Linked DNA regions of Mus musculus: region 2 is linked to region 1. The links are chromatin contacts, called in public promoter capture Hi-C maps. All regions are on one chromosome and are shown on one strand. Each heading gives the region's core, a stretch centred on a gene start, on an enhancer-like site or on the middle of the called end of the contact. The rest is flanking DNA. Distances are from core to core; before and after follow the strand shown. Region 1 holds the start of Nutm2 (NUT family member 2). Region 2 holds the start of S1pr3 (sphingosine-1-phosphate receptor 3).

What was found. Promoter capture Hi-C pulls out the DNA fragments that hold promoters and counts their contacts.
Region 2: a promoter capture Hi-C map of stem cell-derived epiblast-like cells shows a contact between it and region 1, with 3 times the contacts expected there. The contact joins the promoter of S1pr3 here to the promoter of Nutm2 in region 1. A contact is called at or near these places in 5 of 39 promoter capture datasets (embryonic stem cells, liver and stem cell-derived epiblast-like cells).

What each region holds. Positions count from the first base shown.
Region 1 is chr13:50,464,856-50,470,700 of GRCm38.p6, reverse strand. Nutm2 (NUT family member 2) reads right to left here and starts at 3,394. Exons shown (of 7, transcript NM_001033400.2): 1 at 3,243-3,394; 2 at 681-1,374. The coding sequence starts at 3,300. It overlaps Gm40946 (a long non-coding RNA gene), which reads left to right and starts at 5,479. Exons shown (of 3, transcript XR_873387.3): 1 at 5,479-5,845.
Region 2 is chr13:51,406,126-51,411,970 of GRCm38.p6, reverse strand. It overlaps S1pr3 (sphingosine-1-phosphate receptor 3), which reads right to left and starts at 3,353. Exons shown (of 2, transcript NM_010101.4): 1 at 3,026-3,353. All of the region lies in intron 1 of Gm32834 (a long non-coding RNA gene), which reads left to right.

The DNA of each region.
Region 1 (5,845 bases), core at 2,145-4,644:
GGTCATGATGTGGGACTCCCAGGATAGGAAAGTGCTTTCCTGGGAAGGGGAAAGAGACTCCCAAGTTCTCTTTTCTACCAGTGAGACAGCCATGGACCCTTCAACAGAGCTGTTTCTTCTAGGCCATGCCTGGGTCTCTAATGTCCAGAACCATGAGAATATAGTGTCTGTGGTTTCAATCATCTAGTCTACCTGGTGGTATAGCTGAGCTGGCTGGCAAAATGTCCAGAAAGATCTGGAACCTAAGGTTAGCTGGGTCAATGGTGTAAATGCCTGCTGAGGATCGAAATGGAGCAAGAACCCCAGAGTTCTCCCCGGTATAGGCTCAGTGCCTTTCTGACTTAAGGAGAATTCTCTAGAACAATGAGGTGGGGGACACATGTACAGGTCTTACTGAAGTCTGGCATTTTTCCCCACCCCCAATTGTGATGTGCTGTCGGTCCTAAACACTTCACTTCACACTAGAAGATAAAGAATTAAGGAGAAGAATTATCAAATGGATTCAAAGGACTATGTCCAAACCCTAGCTCCCAGGACTTCAGGATCTCAGGTATGACATTGTTGTTCCTCAGAGTGTGGCTTTCTGAAGTGGACCCATCAACTTCAGCACTTTCCTTGTCTACTTCACCCTCATGGTGCTGGGGCCCCAGGAGGACCTTCCAGTCACAGGTGGCACTCACATGAGGAAGCAGGAGAAAGCTGCCACATCGGTGGTCTGAGGCAGGTGCCTCTGGACCAGTGTCTTGATATGTTGCCAGCGCCGGAAATTCCCATAGACACTGTCTGGTTTGGACAAGTAGTTTTCTGGGGAGTTGGTTTGGATGTTGGCGGGGCCACTTTCTCCATATGCTCCTTTTGGAGGCTGTGCAGAGTTCACTGGAGACTTGACAGGAACCAGCTGGACAACTTGCTGTGTGGTGGGAGGGTGAGGACCCAGGATCCATGTTCCTTCTTGGGGCTGGACAGTCGAAGCAATTCGGGTATTTATGAAGTTGTTTGCAGCAGGTGTTGTCATGAACCCCATACCCACACCTTGGGTCCCAGGGATATTACAAGTGAGAGGCACCTGAGTGAGAACAATGTTGGTATTGTGCACAGGTTGGACAGGCTGGCCTAGAGTTCCAAGCTGTACAATGTTCAGAGGAACAGCGGCACTCAGGGCAGTGCTTCCACCTTCTGCCACCAAAGGCATCCCAGGCAAGGCAGATAAGACTAAAGGATTCCCGGGAGAGATGCCTGCAGTCACGAGGGGTGCTGGGGGCTCCCAAAATAACTGGGGTACTGGCTGGGGGGCAGGTGGGAGAACAGGCAAGGTTGCAAATGTAGGCAGGGAGGCACCAGGGTTGATAGTCATGTTCTGTCCCAGTGAAGACGCTGTGAAGATAAAGGAGAAAGTGGATGGAAGATGGAAAGTGTACAGGAGGGTGGCTCTCTGATCTTGGTAGTCAGTGGAAACTGGGGGAGAGGAGACTATACAGTTTGCAAAGATCCCTGAGTAAGTTCCCTGCTGAGTTCAACTGGCTGGGCATCTTCTCAGCAGGGATCTTTCTCCCCATTCATCAAGATTCCTGGGATCACTGGGCTGTCTGAGAGGAACCCTCAGCTTTCCCCACCTCTGAGGGGCTCTTTCAGGAATTCCTGGCAGAAAACTCAACGGTGTTCTAATTCTCTTCCCACGAATGTATCCATTTGTCTCTCCCTGGACCACTGTCTGAGCGTTGGTGCTCACAGGAGGCAAGGCACCATCAAGGAGGCCCAGTTTCTGGAAGAGCCTCTGTGTAGGCTGAGGGTTTTAATTATGTTGACCTCGGCCCCTTCTGAGTTCCTTTCATGCCCCCAAAGCTCCCTCCGTTTCTAGTTCAGCACAACAATCCAAAAGCAACACCCAGTGATCCTCCAAGCCTGTGCCCCGGAATCCTGGAGGGAACCCCGTAGCACGCCATACCCATGCTGCTGCTCCCGCTCCTAATACCTCCCGCAGGAAACAGCAAAAGGATAGGCTCAGCAGACCCACACTGCCTGATGATCACTGGTCCCTACCATGGCTGGGAGCTGTTCCCACAGCACTGGTGTGCAAGACAGCCACCCAGTTGCTGGATACCCTGTCCTTGCAAGCCCTGTAGTAGCTGTGGGAGAATGTAACGGAATAGTGAATAGAGGAGTGGTCCGGAGGTTTCTGGGGATTATCATAGCTACTGGTATTGTCACAATTTGACCGTGAAATCTTGTGAACTCTCACCAATATGATTGAGGGGATACAGTCATGAGCCAGATGCCTAGTCGGGTGCAGTTATCTTAAGATGTTGCTGTTCAGCGGGAACTCACAAGGACCACATCAAAGAGAGCCAAGTCCAAAGATTCTGCACATGATGGCCAGGACACATGTTCTAGGTCTGCTTAACAGTAACAGTAGAACATGTTCCAAGACAAATGGCTCTCTCCAAACCCTCTGGCAAAGGAAACCAGCCACCTCAGAACCAACTGAAACCAATAGCACTCCGCATCCCGTTTGCTTGTCAAAGCAGCATCAGGGAAGAGAGGCTTCCTGTCACTGTTAAATGATGGGCTAAGGAAACTGCAGAGATAGTGCCAAGATAACACCTCTTAATTGGTATTTTAAAACGTAGTCTACAAATTTGGAATAAGTACCCACATCTTTCTTAGTTGACTCCCCCTAACTGTTCTGCCTCTGTAGAATCAAAGACATCAACCACCCGATAAAGGAGAAGCCTTCCCTGAGTGGGAAGGTGGAACTCTGGACTGCCAGTTGATGGAGAAATCTCTGCTTCTACAGAGAGGACCCCACTGAGCTCTTTCCTATCTAGCCATTTGTCTGAACTGTCCTCCTAAGGTCTAGGATAGCCCAGTTAAATTCCTGGGATCCATAATTTCATTAAACTAGTTCCAGCAACCAGGAGAAGTGACTCAGAGATCAGCTGTTGCCTAAGATCCTTCTCTGGACCACCACAGTGAACCACCCCATACCCCTATGAACTGTGCTCAGGAGACCTGCCTCTCATACCGGAAGATCTAGTCTAAGTCGTTTCTTCTGATGCAGTGTATCTCCTATGGCAACTTAGTTGCATTGTGGGCTCTGTTAGTCAGCCTTCACAGTGGGATGTCCTTGCAGAAGTCCAGAGCTCTCTCCACACACTCCTTAGTCCCGTCAGTCATTGCTAGTATCAAATTTAAATTGCCTTTGTCAGGGTGTCAGGCCCCATACCCTGACACTCCAGACTTACCTTCGGAAACTATTCCTATAGGCTTGGACAGTAACCATGTCTGTCTGCTCAGGTCCATGGTGAGAAAATTCGGATAAATCACACCCAAAAGTCACCAATCTATGGCAGATGCTCAAGAGAGCCAGCCACAGCTGAGAGAAAAGTTTGAAAGTAAACAGCTCCAGAATGTGGCAAGTAACATTCTAGAGTGGGGGAGGGGCAGGAAGTAAAACAGGACTGGGGGAACATTCCGAGAGGGGTTGGGGCAGGTGCATAAGAACCTTGGCGTCAGTTCAAATGATGCACCCTTCTTGGATGTGGTTGTGGATGTGGATGTGATATGTTTGCCTCTAGGTAAAGTTTAATTTCTTTTCTCATAGTCACAGAACCCTGAACTCACGTACTCCTCTTCCCTCATTCCTTCTTCAGTAGACCTTGTTCAATTCCTTTCATCCTGAGGTCTCCATCCCTTCGACAGAGGGTAGGCTCTTAATTTTTATAATCTTTACACTTACTCTGAACAAATTACAACATATATTCAGACAAATATAGAGGGTTTAAGTGATAGAGGAGTACAGTGTATTTGAAAATAAGATGTTGGGAGGCTCTTCTTGCCTTGTGTATATCATTCTTTACAGAGCAGTCTTTCTGTGTTCAACCAGTGGAGTGCTAGGATGTCTGTCCTCTGCCCATGATAGTCTCTGCTATCATCCCCTTTTGCTAGAGGCCCCAGCCCCTGAAGGCATCCACAGTATGTAGCCTACAGGACTCAAAGCTGAAATCACTTCTCTTTGGATCAATAGTACTGAGTCCTTTTATTGCAAACAGATTCCTGACAACAGAATTAAAAATCTAGTCACTATGACAAAACTAATTTGTAGGGTTTTGTGACAAACTAGCCCTCCTGAGACTCTCAGTGGGAATAGGGTTAAATGTAAGAGACAGGAAGAGGAAATACATTCTCCCACTCCAAGATGAAGAGGCTTAGCATTCCTAGGGCCCTGACTTTCCAAGTATCCAAACCCACTGCCTGTGTACATTTGACAAAGTCAGAATTCCATTTACCATTGCCCAATACTGACTCCTGTGTGCAAGCACCCACCTTACTCCTAGCTCCAATACAATACTGGATTCACCAACTGTAGGCTTCCATCTTCCTGTTTTGTTTTGTTTTTTAATATGCTGATGTCCTTCAAATCATGTTTCCTGGTTTCAGGAAAAGACTATCTCTGACCTAATAGAAATTATTTTACAATTGTTAATGTTAAGATACTAAAGCAAAAGACATTCTCAACAAATCATATTTGCATTTGCACAGACTGGAAATGCTGTCACAATGCATGTTGGACAGAGGGCCCAGGGTAAAAGACTCAAATGTTTTACAAATGCAGTGAGTTGTTCACATTTTGCACACTGGGCATCTTTGAGACTTATCTGATGCAAAGACACCAACTGCAAGTTTTTAGTAGCATGAAATATTCAATACTCTATCATAGAGAGAACATTGCATTAGATGATTTTGCTCCATTATAGGATAATGCTTGTCCTGAGCAAGTGTAAGGTGGATCATGCTAGGTGCAGTCCTTGGAGATTTGGCAAATTAAATATTTAATTTGTATTTGATTTATGATATTTTCTGATGATACAGAGTCATGACTGAAGGAGCAGGGACCCTTCTGTGTGTGGGTGTGTGTGTGTTGGGGGGTTGGTTGTAGCACCCCTTTAAACAAAGCTTGCTCATATTTTAACATTGTGTGTCATTTGATCAGTACTGAATGCTGGGAGACAGCGGTCTCATTTTGCTTATGACAAGAGGGTTGCTAGGAAATGGTCAAGTGGGGATGCAAACCAAGAATCCTGGAAGCTGCCCCAGAAGCTGCTGCATGCAAGCCTCATGTCCCCAGTAGGAGTTAATAGAGTTCCTGCTGTCCCCGAGGTTTGGGAAAGTAAGAGAGGATTAGAGGGAACCAGACTTATCAAGTCTCAATTAAAGTATTATGTCAAATTTTACAGGAAACGTTTGTGAACCGACCTTTATTGGCAGGGCTCTCCTTGTGAAGTAGGAGATCTGAACACAATGGATGTTGTAGGAGGGACCCTAGAGGCAGTCTGGGTTAAAACAGTCTCAGAGTGTCTCCTGGGTCTGAATTTCACCCCTCTCCAGAGAAGTGCTCCTTAATGAAGCTTTCAGAAAGTATGGGAGGGGACCTGCTGTTATTTAGAAGGTGCGAAAGAGACAAATGCCATCCAAAGTGAGGATGTTAGGTGCATGGGTAGAGGGTGTGTAATTCCTGGTTTTAAGGAGGATTTGCCAGCACAAGTTCAGTGAGGAGGCAGGGCAGGGGAGGGGGCGGCAGCGATGCCCCACGAGGTGCATTCTTTCCTCTGCCGCAAAGCTCTATGCTTCACCTGAGAGCTCCTCTTTGTGCATGCTATTGGAGTTCTAGCGCGAGCTCCTTGCCTCCCCTGGTTCTCTGCATCTGTCCGTTGTGCACCCACCCGCTCGGCTCAGACAGATAAATAAACAACGAGGTCTCGAGCGTGCTAGCGTGAGCATGGAGGATGCTGGAGCGAGCACGCCTCTTAACGTTTGGTGAATATGGCGGCGTCCAGAGTCCGTTACA
Region 2 (5,845 bases), core at 2,104-4,603, 940 kb before region 1:
AAAAGACATCTCTCTTCGTTAGAGGAAGGACTCCTTCCAGAGACGTCAATGACCTCATTCTCTGAATCGAATTAAAGCATCCAGTTTTTGACAGTGAGCAACGTTTCTTGGAAAGCTGGAGGGTTTTTTTTTGGTTTTTTTTTTTTTTTTTGGGGTTTTTTTTTTTTTTTCATTTAAAAGAACCAAGAAATGATATAACCAGAGGGCCAGTCCATGGCTCCCACTCCTGGAGAGTTCCTTTGCTCCTGAGTCCTCTCACTCAGCTTTTCTGTCTAGACCTCACTCTGCCTCCAGAGACTGTTCAGGGCAGAAGGAAGGCTTCACTCACACAGCCCCCCACACTGGGCATGCTGAGCTAGGGTCATCAGTGGAGCACCCTGTGAGACGAAGGTTGCAGATGAAAGCCGGGGAAGGCTCCCCGTTTCTCCTCCTTTCCTTCCTTCAGGCATGGACACGAGTGCCTCTGCCTGGTGGGGCTTTCCATGTCCTGCTGTCTGCCGAACATGTCCTTCTCATTAGCAAACAAGACGATATACAAATCTGGATGTGGTCCAAGAAACCCCAGATATGGAGGTTATATCCCAAGAACACTGGGTGCCCTGTGAACATCTTGCACGTCAGACTTGTCTGTAGAAAGGCATCGAATCGTGGATGCAAGATCTAATTTTGTTTTATATTTGTCTTCCCCTTTGCCTGCTGGTCAGGCTTCTCAAATTCTCCCTGTTCCCGGCAATGACAGGGGACCAACTTACTGCCAAGCTTTCCAGAAAAAGAATGTGGATTTGTGGAAATCACTTCCATCAGGAAGTTAATGATATGTGCAAGCATGAGGTGTCTTGCTGGGGAAGTCCATCCTGGTCACTTCATGTCACATCTAGCCCCACGATAGTGTGTGACTTCTGAATGCACACAGGGGGAAGCTGAGGTTCTTAGTGGCAGAGCCTGGGTAGGCTGGGTGTGAAGGATCTGCCCAGTCCATCCTTCAGGGATGAGGTTTTTATGAGTTGGCCTCTTGTCATAGGTCCCTTAACTAGGAGGTGCTAAGAGCCTCTTGGTTTCTTTACAGCCTAATTGCTTGTAGCTACTGGCATCCCAATACCAGCCTGGGAGCTCGGGTGGAATGTTTAGATAACTCTAAAAGATGGGGGGGAATAGAAGGATTAAGACCCGAGGGTCACAGTCAGCCTGCTGATCACCTCTTCCAAGCACTTGTGCGGAAGAAACAGATCCAAAATTGATCAACATGGAATCGTGAGGGTAGACGTGACGACAGGATTCAAGGAACCCCAACACCACTTCCCAGCTCACACAAACAGCTTGCTCAAGAGTGGCCTTCAGACTTTGATGGAAAAGGAGGGATTCAGCTACCACAAGGGGACCCCGGCGTTTTCAAAATTATGCCACACTCAAAATGTTTATTACTCTTGTAATAGAGATATATACCCACAAACTGTAGGCACTGAGGAAGAAATCTGTGTAACAAAGGATCATGCTTTCTAGAAAAGGGACCAGTCCCTGACTCATGGGAAGCAGGGTATCAGGTCAGTCAGTACGTAAAGCTTTGCAGGAAATGGGAGTTCCTTCATCCAAATATGGTAGAGAACCAGGAGGGTCTCGGTATGGTGTGTGTGTGTGTGTATGTGCATGTGCATGTGCATGCATGTGTGTGTGTGTGTGTTTGTATGTGTGTAGCTGTGTGTGTGTGTGTGTGTGTGTGTGTAAAGAGCAAATGGCTTCGGGGAAATGCTAAGTGGTTATGACGTCAATCTCCCCAAATGCCAGTGGGGGCTTCCTAAGGGCAAGCTCTGATGTATGTGGGCAGACTGACACTGACCAGATGAGAGCATCTGCCAGTCTGCTGATGGAAAGATCTGATGTGAAGGTATATGGCCACACAATACTCCCCCAAGCACTGAGCTCTGCACCCCCTTAAGAAGCTTACAGATCTAGATTCCTCCACAGCTACCCAAACAGAGCGCCTGCGCACAGGCACACACACCACCACCACCACCACCACCACCACCACCACCACCACCACCACCACCACCACCACCACCACCTCAACCAAACAGCCCTGACCACAGCCACAACTTGCCAGGCCTTTACCTGAGGTATGCAACCCCTTGCTCCACTTTCTAGGAATTATATTCTCTTGGCCCTCCCTGTCTGCTTGGTTTTCGTCTATAAAGGATGGAACTTTGAATAGATACATTTTTGTAGGTGGTGATATGCAATACCAGAGACTTCTGGCTGCAGACCTTAGAATGAGTGACTCTGGAGGCTTTGGAGGAGGGGGTGTCAAGAAGAAGAGGTGTTTGTTTAAAGCAAAGGATTCCCTTTAAACAGCTGACGAGAAACCCCCTTTTACATCAAATCTAAGGAACATGGTGTCAGGATTGTTAAAGGCTGGAGAGACAGGGACGCAGAGACCATGTACAGGCACATGGTTAATGGTCACCCTTCCCTTTCTTCTATTTCAGTTAAGAACATATGACACACCAATCTTCTCTCTCATTATCACTTTGCTGGCACCTTGTCTTCTAGCTCCAGGCCTGACACTCCTAATTGCCTAGTTTGAGAAGTGCTAAGAAAACTGGAATTTTGTCACTAATAAAACTTAAAAGAATCATTTGCTTTCTCCCAGAGGGAAAACCCACAGCCGTTCCCAGTGCCCAGGTTTTCTTCTCCTAAGATTGTCTAACTTCTTAATTAGCCAAGTAAAGCAAGAATCTTTCCCTTGGACAGCCTGCTCACTCTGCTCCGAGTTTACAAACACATTTAGAAAGCCCTGGTTGTTATTTAAAGGAACCCTATACCTCTCCACCAGCTCCAACAGGCGGTTATGTCCTGTTCTCCGGGATATGAACAGGAGGGGGTGGCCGAAGCGAGGCACTCGCGAGCCCAAGTCACTCTGGTGCCCCGACTTGGTTGAAATTTTATCCAAAAAGGGGGTTCGGGTGAACCCCCAGGCGCTCAACCCGCGACTCTGGTCTGTGCAACCCCGGGATCCGGTCCCGCCGCTCACCTCGTTCTGCAAGGCGCATCTGGGCTGGTTGCATGCTGCCGTGTCTCAGCTAAGACTCCCGTCTAGGGGCTCCTCCGGAGGTCGCTCGTGGCCTCAGGTTTCTCTCCCGCTAGGCTTGTCCAGCCACCTTGCTCAGCACCCGGACCTTGTCGCCTGCCCCTGAACTTGTTCTCCCAGACTCTGCCCCAGAGAATCCGAAGGCAAACTTTTGCCACTGCCCTCCGGGGCGGGGCCCAAACTCACCCCGCCTCCTGCCGCCCCTAACCCAAGCTTCAGAGCTTCGCGGGCTGGTCCCCAGATACGCCCTGGTTCCCAGCCACGTCCCCGCCTCGGGCTACGTCCCCGCCCAGTCTCTGGATTACTTCTCTGCATCCGCGCTGTCTGGACTCTGGGACTCGGGCTGGGGCTCTTCAACCCTCTGTATCCCTCTGCCCCTATTCCTCTGCCGATCATCTACCCCCACCCCCAAACCTATACTCTGACTCCAAGGTTCTGCGTCTATCCTGCTAATTTTAAGTGCTCCAGAACCCAGCAGCTGCAGATACCTAACCGGGTGCAGAACTGGGCTTGGGTAGATATCTACCTAAGTGTCCAGAAGGATTTGAGCGGATTCTTATTAATACTGTTACTCACCTTGAGGTGACCAGTGTTAACTATACTATCTTTAACCTGAAATCAACCGACTACCAGCTTGAGCTGGTAAGCTAAGCCCCCTGCCCCTTTGGACTCCTGCCCCTGCCCCCATCCCTTTCGGAGCTGAAGGCAGGGACCCCAGCCTCTTGTGCATTTCAGGTCCTGACTCCTGTGTCTTGTCTACCTTAGTTAACTGTACCCAGTCTACTCCTGCGCTCTGGGCAAGCCTCACCGGCCATGTGGGGAGAAATGAGAATCTTTGGGGGGAACCGCAGGCACAATTGTCAGTTACAAAGGAAATGCAAAAGATCTCCAGACCAGCTTGGGGAAGGAGAGGGGAGAGGAAGCAGACCGCAGCTAAATTCCCGAGCAGGCAGGGTTCCAGGTCCCTGCTACCTTTTCTCTGGGGCTTTCTTGCCTACAGAAGATGAATTTACCGCTTTCTTGGGATTCATCTGGCATGTAAAGGCAGCTCTTGGCCGGTCTTGGCCTTCTCTGTTGTCTGGTGAGACGCACAAGCCCTCCGGGTCACAGGAGCCAGGCTGCAGAGCTCCAGCTGCCTTGGCTGCTCAGTAGCAGCGCGATTCTCCTGAGCTCTGGTCCTACTGCCTAGCCTCCCAAATTTGCCTAGTGTCTTGGACACAGCTGGGGAAAGCTAGTTCTCTCCCCAAGTGCAGTGAGAATGGGCGTGTCTCTGTATACTTGACTCCTACAGCATCCAGTTAAAGAAAGCAGAGGTGGCCACAGTTGAAGATGCTTCTGTAGCTGTTTCTGCAGCCACTTCCTGAGGCCAGGGTAACAACAGTTTCTTGGTCGCTATGTCTAACCCCACAAAAAGGCCTGGTGCTCTAGCTGTTTCTCACTGTGTCACCATCACTGCCCCGGCTGCTGGAGGTGTGTTTTATACAGCATCTGTCTCTCCATTCCCCGGGTAAATGGTCCTCTGGATAGAAGAGGGTGACCCTGAGTCTCTCTATGACAGCTCCTCCAGCCTCAGACACCAGACTCCCACAGCCTGAGAGGTACCAGGGCTCTTACTGCTAATGACAGTCTTTCCTAAGAGTGATTCCACCCACAGCATCCCTGTGGTATCCCTGAAACCTGTCTTTCAATGAGGTTTCTTTTCCCTCCAAGTTTCCTAACCAGAAGCAGCCATCTTCCCAGTCCAGGCCTCCTTCTCCCTGTCTTGTTCCTTGTTGTGATGTCTGTTCTGATGGAGGCTCTAGCTCTCACTGCTGTGATGGAGGCCCCTCCCCTGTCTGCTGTGATGGAGACCTTTCTTCTGTGGACCATGCTAGTGACCTTACCCCTCCTGCTGTTCTGTATCTGGGCTTTAAAGCTCAGATACTCAGCTCTCAGTGGGTCTCTAGGTCCATAGAGCCCGCTACAGGCAGATTTCTCCAAATGCATCTTCCCTTGGGTGTTGCTGGCTGATGAGAGAAAAACCAACTCATAACCTCAGCAGGAACAGCAGAACGAGGGGATCCATGTTCTGCAACCATCCCCAGAAAGGACAGAATCAGACAGGTGTGTCAGAAAGTAAAAGTGTGTGAGCTAGCGAGCTGACCAATCACACAGTTCCGGCTAGAAACTAAGAAGCGGTTGGTTTTCCGTGGAGAGGTCAGCAGGTGCCTGATTATGCTTCCTCCCCTGGCCTGAGCCTTGGGGGACTTACATACTTCCTGAACACCATTCTCAGCATGCTTGTGAGAATGTTTGGGTGAGATAAACATCTGTCTGCTGCAGTATATGGCTGGCCAGCGTGCGGAGGCTTTGTCCGATCCCTGTGGGCATGAATAGACAGTTCAGAAGACCGAGGGCCAATCCCGGTAGTTAGAGAGTCCTCCCTGCTGGTTGTCTTTGGCTTACCCACAGCAGTGCATATGGCTTTAGACTTGACTGGGGCATTAACTCCGTAGGGTTTGGTTTATTGCCCCCCCCCACGTGTGAGTCATTCCCTCCCGGAGAGTGTGTTTGTGCTACATGCATGTTCATACATGTTTATGTCCTATTGGGTTGTATTTCTGAAGCACTCTGACATTTGGTATCATGGTTCCAGAGAAAAGGCTGAACTTATTGTAGATAGGCAGCATGGGAGAAAGGAACTCGCTTGAGACAATACTGGGGGCTTGGGTCTTGTGGTCACTCTGCAACTTGACAGACAACCTCAAGCCACTTCCTCTCTGC